2 separate regions of the Mus musculus genome follow, and region 1 is linked to region 2. A link is a contact called in public Hi-C data. All regions are on one chromosome and are shown on one strand. Each heading gives the region's core, a stretch centred on a gene start, on an enhancer-like site or on the middle of the called end of the contact. The rest is flanking DNA. Distances are from core to core; before and after follow the strand shown.

Region 1 (5,148 bases), core at 2,285-4,784, 150 kb before region 2:
ATCAACTTGGCAAAGCCTCATCTTGACACGAAAGAAACAAAACCCTGCCAAAAACCAAGGGGCAGCAACAGCAAAGAGACACTCAGGACTTGTTTGTATGTTTAATTTACAATTTCAATGCTATGACAAAAATAAAGTAGGAAAGATGTGGCTTTGCTCATGCTTTCAGAGATTTCAGACTGTGGTCCTTGGCCCAGTGCGCTCTGGGTCTGTGCAGAAGGAGGAACTTCATAGAGGTGGGAGCTAATGATAGGGACATAGCCATGTCATAGCCGATAAAGGAGAGACAGTTATAGATAGATAAACACACACACACACACATATGCACACACAGGTAGACACAGATACATAGGCACACACACACACAGACACAGGGTCACAGACAGAGATAGAGATGGACACAGACAGATAAAGACTCACACAGCGTCAGACAGAGGCACACACACACACACAGAGATAGAGACAGAGATAGACAGAGACAGAGACACAGACAGACAGACATAGACATAGACAGACAGACAGACAGGCAGGCAGACAGAGACATGTTTTCTGTGACATACTTCCTCCAGCTACCCCTCCCCAACATCTAAAGTTTCCAGAACCTCCTAAAATAGCACCAGCAGTTGAGAATCGCGTCTTCAATACGTGAGCCAACCATACAGCGTTGCATGTCTCCTGCTAAAAATAACAAAAGTACGAGTCACCGAGAGGGAGGTAGAGTTGACTCACACTGATTGAGCCACTGGCGTTCATGGCAGTATTGACATTGCTTGTTGGACAGCGGGGAACTGTTAAGAGCCTGTTTTCACTTTCCCAAATTTCCATAAAACGTTTACAAAACACACTTGCTTTTAGTATGATTGTATGGGGAAAGCCATTGGCTCTCCACGCCCTTGGTGTGTGAGGTACGTGTCATAACAAAACAAGAGAGAGGGTGGGTAGGTGGGTAGCCCAGTAGCTACCTCTACAGTGCGTGGCTAGCATGTACAGGACGTTGGTTCAAACCTCAGCAGCAGAGCGGTGGCACATACTGCAATCCCAACAGCCTACCCATAGGTAAAGGCTGGGGGCCCAAGAGCTCGAGATCAGCCTTGGGTATATACAGTAAGCCTGAGGTCGGCTTGGGCTACACTAGACACTGCACGAATCTTCTTAAAAATGTTTACATGGAGTAAACTTGCAGGTAGAACTATTGATGTTCCTCACAAGTTTTTCAAACTTTTTGAATAGTTCCCCCCCCCTTTTTTTAAAGATTGACTTTATTTTGATATTTTATAGAATCTGTTCTGGCAAGAGCCTAGTCACTATTTTAATGGTTGAGAGTGACATGTTAAATAATTAAGCCCTATCTCTTTATGTAGCTAAGACCGCAGAATAGCATCTGTGACATCCTAAGGAAAGCACCAAGCATTGTAATGCCTCAGAACTGGAGAAGTTGGGGCTTGGCCACAACCCCAAAAGATCCAATTTCTGCTTTCAAATATCCTCCATCCTACTGAAGGTCCCTGAGATTAGTGAGCGGCACAAGCACCATGAACTTGAGAATCGACTCTCTGAGAACGTAGCATGTTCTGCGGTGCCCTGTGATGTCAGGGATGCCCCCTCGGATGCTTTCACTTCAATTCACCTCCTCGCTTGTCAACAAGAAGGTTGTGGTCACTTCTCAGGTACATCCACCTCGTTTTGTGAGATAGAATCTCACCCTAACTGGTCATCAAACCCCAGGGACCCAACTGTCACCGCCTCCCCAGAGCTGGCATTACAAGCATGCACCACCACACACACCTTTTTAAGCGTGGGTCCTTGAACTTGGGTCCTCACGCTGTCAAGGCGGACACTTGACTTCCTGCACTGTCTCCCAGGCTTGGTGCCAGTCCTCATTGAGGAATAAGCCAGACATCCAGCAGTTGTATTTGATCTAAAGCTACCCCATCTTGTCCCTGTCACCTAGGTGTGCACAACACGAGCTTTCTGTACTCTTTATCCTAGAAGACAGAAGCCATCTCTGCACACCAAGGACCATAAGACAATATGGATTTCATGACTCCCTCAAACGTTCGTTAAGGCTGGCCTGTCAGGGTTGGGAGTACACATATAACTTAATATACATCTTTTTAGGTCCATAACAAAAAGTGTTGTATGCTTGCAACCAGAACAGCGCCATATCCTAATTATTATTTATTATTGTCATCAAAGCCACAGCTACTGGTCTTGATAGTGAGAGCTAACATGAAATAGATATTGACAAACTATTCACCGATTTAATCATCTCTCCAGCCACTTGTGTTTGCAAATGAATCTCCTGTCAACATCAAATCCTCATCAGCATTCCACACTCAGTGTGTGAGGATCATGTAAAATTGATGAGCTCAGATTTCTATTAAATGCACTACCTATTTCTGGGGTTACTTATATGGGCTTTCTGGAAGCTTGGAATCCTGGTGTCTTATAAACAAGACAGGCTCTGGCCTTTTACTTTAAAAGGGTCTTTAGAAAGCTTTTAGGACTATGCTGAGATGGAGTGCTCGTTAGAAAGATTGGAAAGAATGGAAAATTCCATGTGTGTGAGATTCCTGGGTAATATGTACAAATTAAGACTGTAAAGAAATTGATGGGAGCAATGTACATTTAATTTCAATATTTTGTGTGAATGTGTGTGTATGCACCATGTGTGTACATTGTCTGGGGAGACCAGAAGAGGGGGCTCAGCTCCCCTGAAATGAAAACGAAGTTCTAGATGGTGGGTGCTGGGAATTGAACTGGAGTTCTCTGGAAGAACTGCTAATGCTTTAAACCATTGAGTCATGTCTCCAGTCCTTTATATTTACTTTTAATTTATGTGTCTGTGTGTGCTGCATGTGTGTGCAGGTGCCCTTGTGGCCAGAAGAGGGCGTCAGATGCCAGTGGAGTTATGGGCAGTTATAAACCGACCAATGCAAGTATTGGGAGGCGACTCACATCCTTTGAAAGAACAACAGTTGCTCTAAAGCTCCGAGTCATCCCTCCAGTCCTAACAGGACATTGTTACTCATGTATTTATTTGCCTAGAAGTTCTATGTTGGCCTTAACCATAACGGGACCTAACTCTTGGCACCAAACACTATGCGAATGTTGAGGTATTATTTCCAAGCCCTGGGAACAGCTGCTGTTTATTGTGTTACAGTCGCCACCTCCTGAAGAATGTGATTCTGTTTCAAAGATATCCAAGCACTGACCAGGCAGCCTCAACCCAGATGAGCTGTGGCAACCAACGTGGCACGCTGTTATCCTGCTGTTATGAGGTGCACTCCATCAAGTGGTTCCAGATCCTTCTCCCCTGTGCCTGCAAGGGGAGGCTCTGTTGACTTTGGGGGGGCTGTAAATCCGAGTGGCACTTTTATGATTGAGGGGTAGACAGTGGTAGAGGATTTGTGTGACGCTCTATGAAAATTAGCAAATGCTGCAAACTCTGAGTCAGGAAGATTCATGGGAGGCAAGCCTGGGTTGCAAAAGGCATGGAGGCTTCCTGGAATCCGTGAGCTTCTGAGGATTACAAGAACGATCCCGAGGAGCTTGCCAAGGCCGCTCCTGTGGGATTAAGTGCACGGCCAGCTCTCAGACTATTCCTTGTATTGCATGGCTTGGGAATGCAGGGGCAGGGAGACCGCTAAATACCCTTGGCACTTTGAACTCTTTCAGCTTAGCACCCCTTGACATCATCAAAAATTTTTTTCTTTCTGTTTAGGGGAAGAAAGAGAGAGAGAGAGAGAGAGAGAGAGAGAGAGAGAGAGAGAGAGAGAGAGAGAGAGAGAGAGAAAGGAAGGCAGACCTAATTTGAGAAGCCCCATCCTCACCACAACCCTCTTTAGAACAAATGAACATTTTTCTCATGAGAAAGGTGGTTGACCTTCAATGAAGGACCTTTTGCTCCTGAAAAAAATTAGGAAATAATGTAATAGCTTATGTGTAGGTTGAGGCACTGATCTTATCCACACATTTTTTTTTTTACTGTTCTCAAAGGCTAGAGAAAATGGGATATCTGAATTTTTTAAGATTTGAAATATATAATTCGACCTAAAATAATCTCACTTTTAAGGACTTGGTCTGAGGAAATAAATAATTATAACTGACAAGAGTGAAAGTCATTTCAGAACTGCTCATAAGATCAAAAATGGTCTACTTTTATGTCAAAATGTTATAGATGACGTAAACAGTGTCATCTATAATGTGTTTCTAGAAGTACTCTGAGCTAGAGAGCTGGCTCTGTAGCTAAGAGCCCTTGCTGCTCTTACTGAGGACCCAGGTTTGGTTCTCAGCACCTATTTTAGGTGGTGCACAGCCACCTGTAACTCCAGTTCCAGCGATCAAACAGCATCTTCTGGTGTTCCTGAGTACTGCAAACATATGTGTGCACATGGGATTTGTTCACACAGACACGGGTGCACACATGTGCATGCACACGTGTAAATAAAAACAATGGAAATAACCACTTCAAAAATGCATAGCAGGCTAATGCCTTTCTCAGAAGATTTTCCATTATGGCGGAGAACTTGGAGAGATGGACAGACAGACTGATTTCTAGCAGAGGTTGTTCATGGTGCCATAGAGTCATCTCTCAGAGAAGATTTGTTCTGATGATGCTGGCTACAGAGGGAGACCTCAGGTTAGCTTCTCACATGAAGACAGTGCAACTTCCAGAGGCAATGTTCATTCTTCCAAGGGACCCAGCAAGTCTCAAGTTTTGATTCTTGCAAAACTTCCCTAAGAGTGTACAGAACTCCCCCCTTCGGAAATTTATAAAGTCATATCCCTGTGGGGCTGCATCACCTTGGTCAAGGAGGACAAGACACTCTTGCCAGCTCTCCATGAGTGGTGAGTCTGTGGCCACATGAGTGCTCTCAGGCAAGGATTTTCTGAAAGAGCTGTAGGGGCTGCTGTAACAATAATAACACAGAATTCACTGTGTGTGAAGTGTTGGGATGCAGGTGGGGGAAGCTCCAAGAAGGGAGTCAGTGAACCAGTGTGAGTGTGGTCAGGCCAGATCACCCCACCACAAACCTTGTAAGTTTGGAGGAACACACAGGGAATGATGGGACTACCCACAAAGGTAGAGCAACCACCCTGGCCCCCACGGCCTAGGATAGAAATACATGGTTTCGGGAGCCCAAG
Region 2 (5,579 bases), core at 1,248-3,747:
GTGTGCCTGTCTTCTCTCTCTCTCTCTTTCTCTCTCTCTCTCTGTGTGAGTGTGTGTGTGTCTGTGTGTGCCTGTCTCTCTGTCTCTCTCTGTGCCTGTCTGTCTCTCTGTCTGTCTCTGTCTGTCTGTCTGTCTGTCTGTGTGTGCCTGTCTGTCTCTCTGTCTGTCTTCCTGTCTGTCTCTGTGTGTGTGTATGTGTACCTGTCTGTCTCTCTGGCTGTCTATGTCTCTCTGTCTGTCTGTCACTCTCTGTGTGTCTGTCTGTGTGTGTGTATGTGCCTGTCTGTTTCTCTGTCTGTGTTTGTGTATGTGTGTCTGTCTCCCTGTCTCTTTCTGTCTCTCTGTCTCTGTTTGTCTGTGTGTGTGTGTGTGTGTGTGTGTGTGCGTGTGTGCACGCACACTGTCTGTATACTTAGAACTTCATCTGTCACAGCTTTGCTTCCTGGAACTTGAACTGCAGTACCCAGGGCTGTCGGGCCACCAATAAATCAAAGGCTCTTCTCAGAAGCTCTATTCAGCTGTCCAGGCAGGACGGTGGGAGCTGCCTATGTTGAGTCTGACAGACGCCCACTCAGCCCAGCTGCAGGCTATCTAAGGCCATATCCCAACATGGCCGCTTGCCCAGAAACAGGCTCAGCAACTCACCTCCCTGGACAGGAAGGAAGTGCTCGGAACAGAGTGGGACAGGCTTCTTGCCCACACTGGGGGTTGGCTTGGGAATCTTCCTCCGGGTCCCATCTTCTACTTGTCTTGGATGGAGCTCAGTAGGTTACCAAAGGACCAACACACAAATCTGGGCCTTCCCTCTAGAGGCCGGTCAGCACTCACTCACTGTGTTTTAGAAGCAAGCACTGCTCTCTCTCGACTTCCTGTGATCAAACATGCTTGTTAATAGCTTTTAGTAAAAGCCAGATCTCCCTGTGCACGGCTCTGCCGCACATGGACTGAATTAAGAACAGGGGATTGTTTTCATGTCTAGAACTCAGCTAATGCCAAAACAAATGTACAGTAAAATACTGCTGGACACCCCCACCCTATCTCTTCCCTTTCTCGCCCTCAAGGGAGACCATGGAAGACACTGAAGGAAGTTAAGGAGTCAGAATGGTAGGAATTGAGATCCTGCCTGGGGGAAGTGTTGCGTCACCTCAGAACTTCTTAAGTTGTCCCACTATTTTTCTGTAGTCCAACTACCTTGGCTTTCTGGGTTGTCGCTCTACAGTATGTGTCAATGGCTGAGTGGGACCCTTCCAGAGTAGCTAGCTTCTTGCTTCTATTAAAGATTTTCTTCATCTAGATTCCCCACTTCTTGGAGGAAAACACTCAGAATGTGTTTTTAATACATGGTAACTTCGAAAGCCCACAGGCCTCCCTGTGTTGTCATTTAAAATATACAGTTGCTCTAGTTGGATGTCTTCTGGGGTAACCCCAATAAGAAAACAGCACGGGACAGGTATTCAGTTAAAAATTCCTTTCTGTTCATTTATAATCCAGTTGACTGGGTGTCCTGCATATTTTTTGTGGGAGTTGACTCAGAACAGGTCAACTTACTGAATAATCTGACTCTTTAACATACAGGGAAACCCATCGTAGAAAGCGATTGTCCCTTTGAAGTGTTTTATTGCTTAACTGCTTCTAAATGGGAGGCACCAAGGATGATTGTTCTAACTAGCTCACCTGATTCTACGTTGCCAACTTGCTATCAGATTGCTGTAATTGCTAAGCCTCAGTGAGAACCTAGAGACTATTTCTAACACATTTTCTAATAGCTTCAAGACCTATTGACTCGAGTGGGAAGGAAATTAAATTCTAGTCTGCAACCTTCTAGAACTTTCTAGATCTTCCTAGTCAGAAACTCCTAAGAATAAAAAACTAAGTATAAAGAACGAAGTTCTATCTCTGAGATCTAGACTCAGGAGCAATGCCTGTTACTTGTGAAGTAGTGCCCCAAGACGGCTTCCTCTAGCTTATTCCAAATTCACAATGTTGTGGGGGTACAATGGACTGGGCAGTGTAAAGACTCAAAGACTTGCAAACTTTCTTTCCAATTCACATGCCAGTGTCAATGGAGCCTGGGTCTAGTTTGCAAACATTCCCAGATCCAGCACTCAAGATCTAAAATTAAACTCAGTGATCATCAGTTGGCCAGGCTCTACGACAGGAAGATCTCTGAGTCAGCAAGAGGCACAGCACTGGGCCACAGCTCTTCCTCTGCACAGTGGTCCAACCAGGAGCTGAGAGCTGCACAGGGACTCAACAGCAGATGGAGGGGGGCACAGCATCCAGGATTTCTTGCTCTCTTCTTTGAGGTTCTCTTTAACCTCAAAAGGAACAGAATACCCCCCCAGTGACTTTTGTGTACACTGTTTTTTGTTTTGTTTTGTTTTGTTTTGGGGTTTTTTTTGGGGGTGTTTAAACACAGTCTTGTTGCCCCACAGAGCTCTGCCGCCTGCTCACATTCAGCATCTCCTGGGAAATTCGGAGAGATGCTTTATTTAGAAGGCACTCAGCCTGTGAGTCATGCAATTTTCTGCTGTGTTTTTCTTCTTCAGTCTTCCTGCTTCCATAAACATTTATGTGAAGAGAGGCTATTTCGCTGTGTTTCCAGAATCGTCTGCCACAGCTGTTCTCTCTCCACCTGAAGTCATCAACTTTCGCAAAGAGAAATATCCCTTGTTTGCTTTCAAACAACGATAAAGACCAAAAGTCAACACATAAATAGGATTGAAAGACAGAGCGGTGACCCTTTGGCAGAATGGCCTCTTGGCTCAGTGGGTTCTCATGAACCCCAGTAAATCTTAACAGTAGTTGTTTAACACTGGCATGCGCCCTGTAGGCAGAGACACAGTTTTGTAACACTTGTGAGATCCCAGGCCAAAGGAATCAGCAATGATTTTATCTCCCACAGGATCCTTGGTAAGGTGATTTCTTTCATTGAGGGGAAGGGGATAGGAAGCGTCAGGCATTGTGGGAAGCAGACTATAACTTCCTGATCATATTCTCCTTTAAAAATTGACGCTTCGATCAGCCCACAAGTAGCTATTTATTGAGATAGAATTCTCCAGGCCTAAGCCTTCTGGTATGATCTGGTTTGGTCCTGCTCCAGCCCGGGGAAGGCATACAGGATTCTCAACATTTGGGGAATAGGCAAATTCTTGTGCGATCTAGAATCTCTCTCTCTCTCTCTCTCTCTCTCTCTCTCTCTCTCTCTCTGGGCCACAGCATGCCTCTCCTAATTGCAATTTCCCAGCATTCCACTTTACAACAAACAGCAGCCAGAAGTTTGCCGTTCTTGTATTTTCTCCAATGCAGAGTCATCTGTTTTCCTTGTGGCTATTTCCCTCTTGTGTTCTCACCGCATTGGCCTCCAGTGCTGGAGAATGCCAGAGCCACGTTTCCAGTACATTGACCATGTCACTTCTATGGAGAATCTGTGCTCCAGAGAACGAACGCATTGCTTGAGAGAGGGGAAATATCCCATACTTGTTCATATCCATATGTGCTGTCCTTGCATGGGAGTCACCTGAGATAAGGACAGCAATGGGATGCAGTGGTGGGTGCGAGCTACAAGCCAGCCACATGGCTTCAGCCCTCAAGCCTGTTTTTCCTAGGAGTATGGGCTTTGGGAAGAAGTGTTGTTGCTAGGCTCGATGAACTCTACTTCTAGTTCACCCATCTATAAAATGGGCTGAAGGATGGGACTGAGTTCCCTGCACTTTGTGTGTGTGTGTGTGTGTGTGTGTGTGTGTGTGTGTGTGTGTGTGTGGATTAGAGGAGATACAATTCGACCTTAGAGCAGTACTTGGCTCTCAGTCCTTACAGTGAAAATCTTCCTATTGTTTCTATTGAGTGTTCGGGCCCAAGAGGGCACAATCAACGGGTGACCACAGTGACTTTGCACACCATGATGTAAAGTAATGGATGTTATTAAAGTGCACTCCTTTGATAGAACCTTGATAAGCACTTCCCCCAGGCTAAGTGCAACACAGAGTGTAAGAACAAACAAGGAAAGTGCTGCAGGTAGCTTGGAGTCTAGAGGGAGAGCCTAGGGTATGGGGGGGCAGGACAAGCTGTCTTCATCAAAGAGCTTTTGGGTTGAGTCCAGTTCCATTAGCCGGGAGGGACTAACTGGGCGAGTGGATCTTCTCACTTTTCAAATGGGAGTAAGCACTCACCAGGTCATTAAGGAGAGGGATGATGAAGGGCTGGAGATGACTCTGTCAGTAAAGTGTTAGCTTTGCAAGTGTAAGGACCTGAGTTCAAACCCCAGGACGCACATTAACATGTGTTTGTAGTCGCAGCACTGTGAAGGAAGAGACATGTTCAAGAAGTATTATGGAAGTCCTTAAGTAGCCAGAACTGACTTATGAACTCCTGCCCTGCCCTCTGGCACTTACTGAGCATCCATCCAGCCCACTTAGTGAGCCCCCAGTCAGTGGGAGGCCCTGTCTCAAATAAAAGAAAATATGGGTGACAGCTGAGGAAAGACACTGAGGTTGTCCTCTGGGTTCTGTCTGCACACAGCTATGTACATGTGCTGCTCATAATGTACATCTGCACATACACAAATATGCCCATAGTTAGAACGGGTTCCTCCCGATATATTTTCTACTATTGTACACACATTGCGTGTGTTTATGTAGTCAGAGATGGAAACGAAAGAACTACGGTCTGAGGAAACAGTCTGTGTGGCAGGGAAGGTGTAGAAAAAAGAAAGCAGACATCATAGGAATAATGACACAAGACTCAGAGGCTGGTGCACTTGGGGACAATTGAGAGTCCAGTACCAAAGAACACAGATTCAAGGCAAGGGAGTAAGAGCTGACACTGTACAAATGGCTGGTCCTTGCTCACATCCTGTCCAGTGTTGACATCTTAAAGAGCGCAGTCCTGACTACTACGTTTTTCACAGCTCTCTAGCCAGATATCCCCAGAGTCCTGCCCTGCTCTGATTTTCCAGGCCACTCTCTTACACCTTTTCTAGAAGTCCTTTTTTGAATAATGTCATGCAGAAACAAGTTCTTAATAAAAGAAAGTAGAAAGAAACGAGAAAGCACTAGGCTAGACATAAAGACCACCAATGTTTCTTAAAATGGCTTAGTTATGGTGGTGGCTAATTTCAGATGTCAATTTGACACAAATTAGATGTCATCTGGGAAGAGGGGACCTCAACTTTTTAGTGAATTGATTCCTTCAGACTGACCTGAAGGCATACCCATGGGAAATCATCTTGACTGATGACTGATCTGGAAGGATGCCAAGCCCACTGTGGGTGGCGCCATCCCTAGGTGCTCAGGAAAGCAACCAGAGCAAACTGGTGAGATCTGTCTTCTCCTTGGTTCCTGCCTTGAGATCCTGCCTTGGTCCCTTGAAGGTGAACTGTAACATACAAAATGATGTGAATTCTCTTCTCTACTAAGCTATTGTGGCCATGGCTATCATAGCAACAGAAAGCAAGCTCTAGCAGTTGTCTTTTCCCAACTGGCATCTCTAACTAAAATGGGCAGGCAACTAACATTAGTTCACTCTCCTCACTGAGGTAGGTACATCCCCGTTGGTGTTTTGAAAAGTGCTGTTTTCTA

What was found. Hi-C and Micro-C count contacts between places; a contact is called where the count stands out from the background.
Region 1: a contact with region 2 is called in a Hi-C map of uterus, with 2.1 times the contacts expected there. The contact joins two enhancer-like sites. A contact is called at or near these places in 11 of 484 Hi-C or Micro-C datasets (the C2C12 cell line, adipose-derived mesenchymal stem cells, cortical neurons and 5 more) and 2 of 115 datasets of contacts at active chromatin or transcription factors (embryonic fibroblasts and microglia).

What each region holds. Positions count from the first base shown.
Region 1 is chr16:93,105,382-93,110,529 of GRCm38.p6, reverse strand. No RefSeq gene overlaps it. Among named protein-coding and RNA genes, the nearest start is that of Gm30474, 24 kb to the left of the region's middle. Within about 2 kb of position 3,534, at least 38 of the 459 cell types and tissues checked have an H3K27ac peak or open chromatin away from gene starts, as enhancers often do. A contact at or near this core is called in the C2C12 cell line, embryonic fibroblasts, muscle stem cells and 2 more, where this site is marked.
Region 2 is chr16:92,949,484-92,955,062 of GRCm38.p6, reverse strand. No RefSeq gene overlaps it. Among named protein-coding and RNA genes, the nearest start is that of Gm41499, 4.7 kb to the left of the region's middle. Within about 2 kb of position 2,497, at least 70 of the 459 cell types and tissues checked have an H3K27ac peak or open chromatin away from gene starts, as enhancers often do. A contact at or near this core is called in the C2C12 cell line, embryonic fibroblasts, muscle stem cells and 2 more, where this site is marked.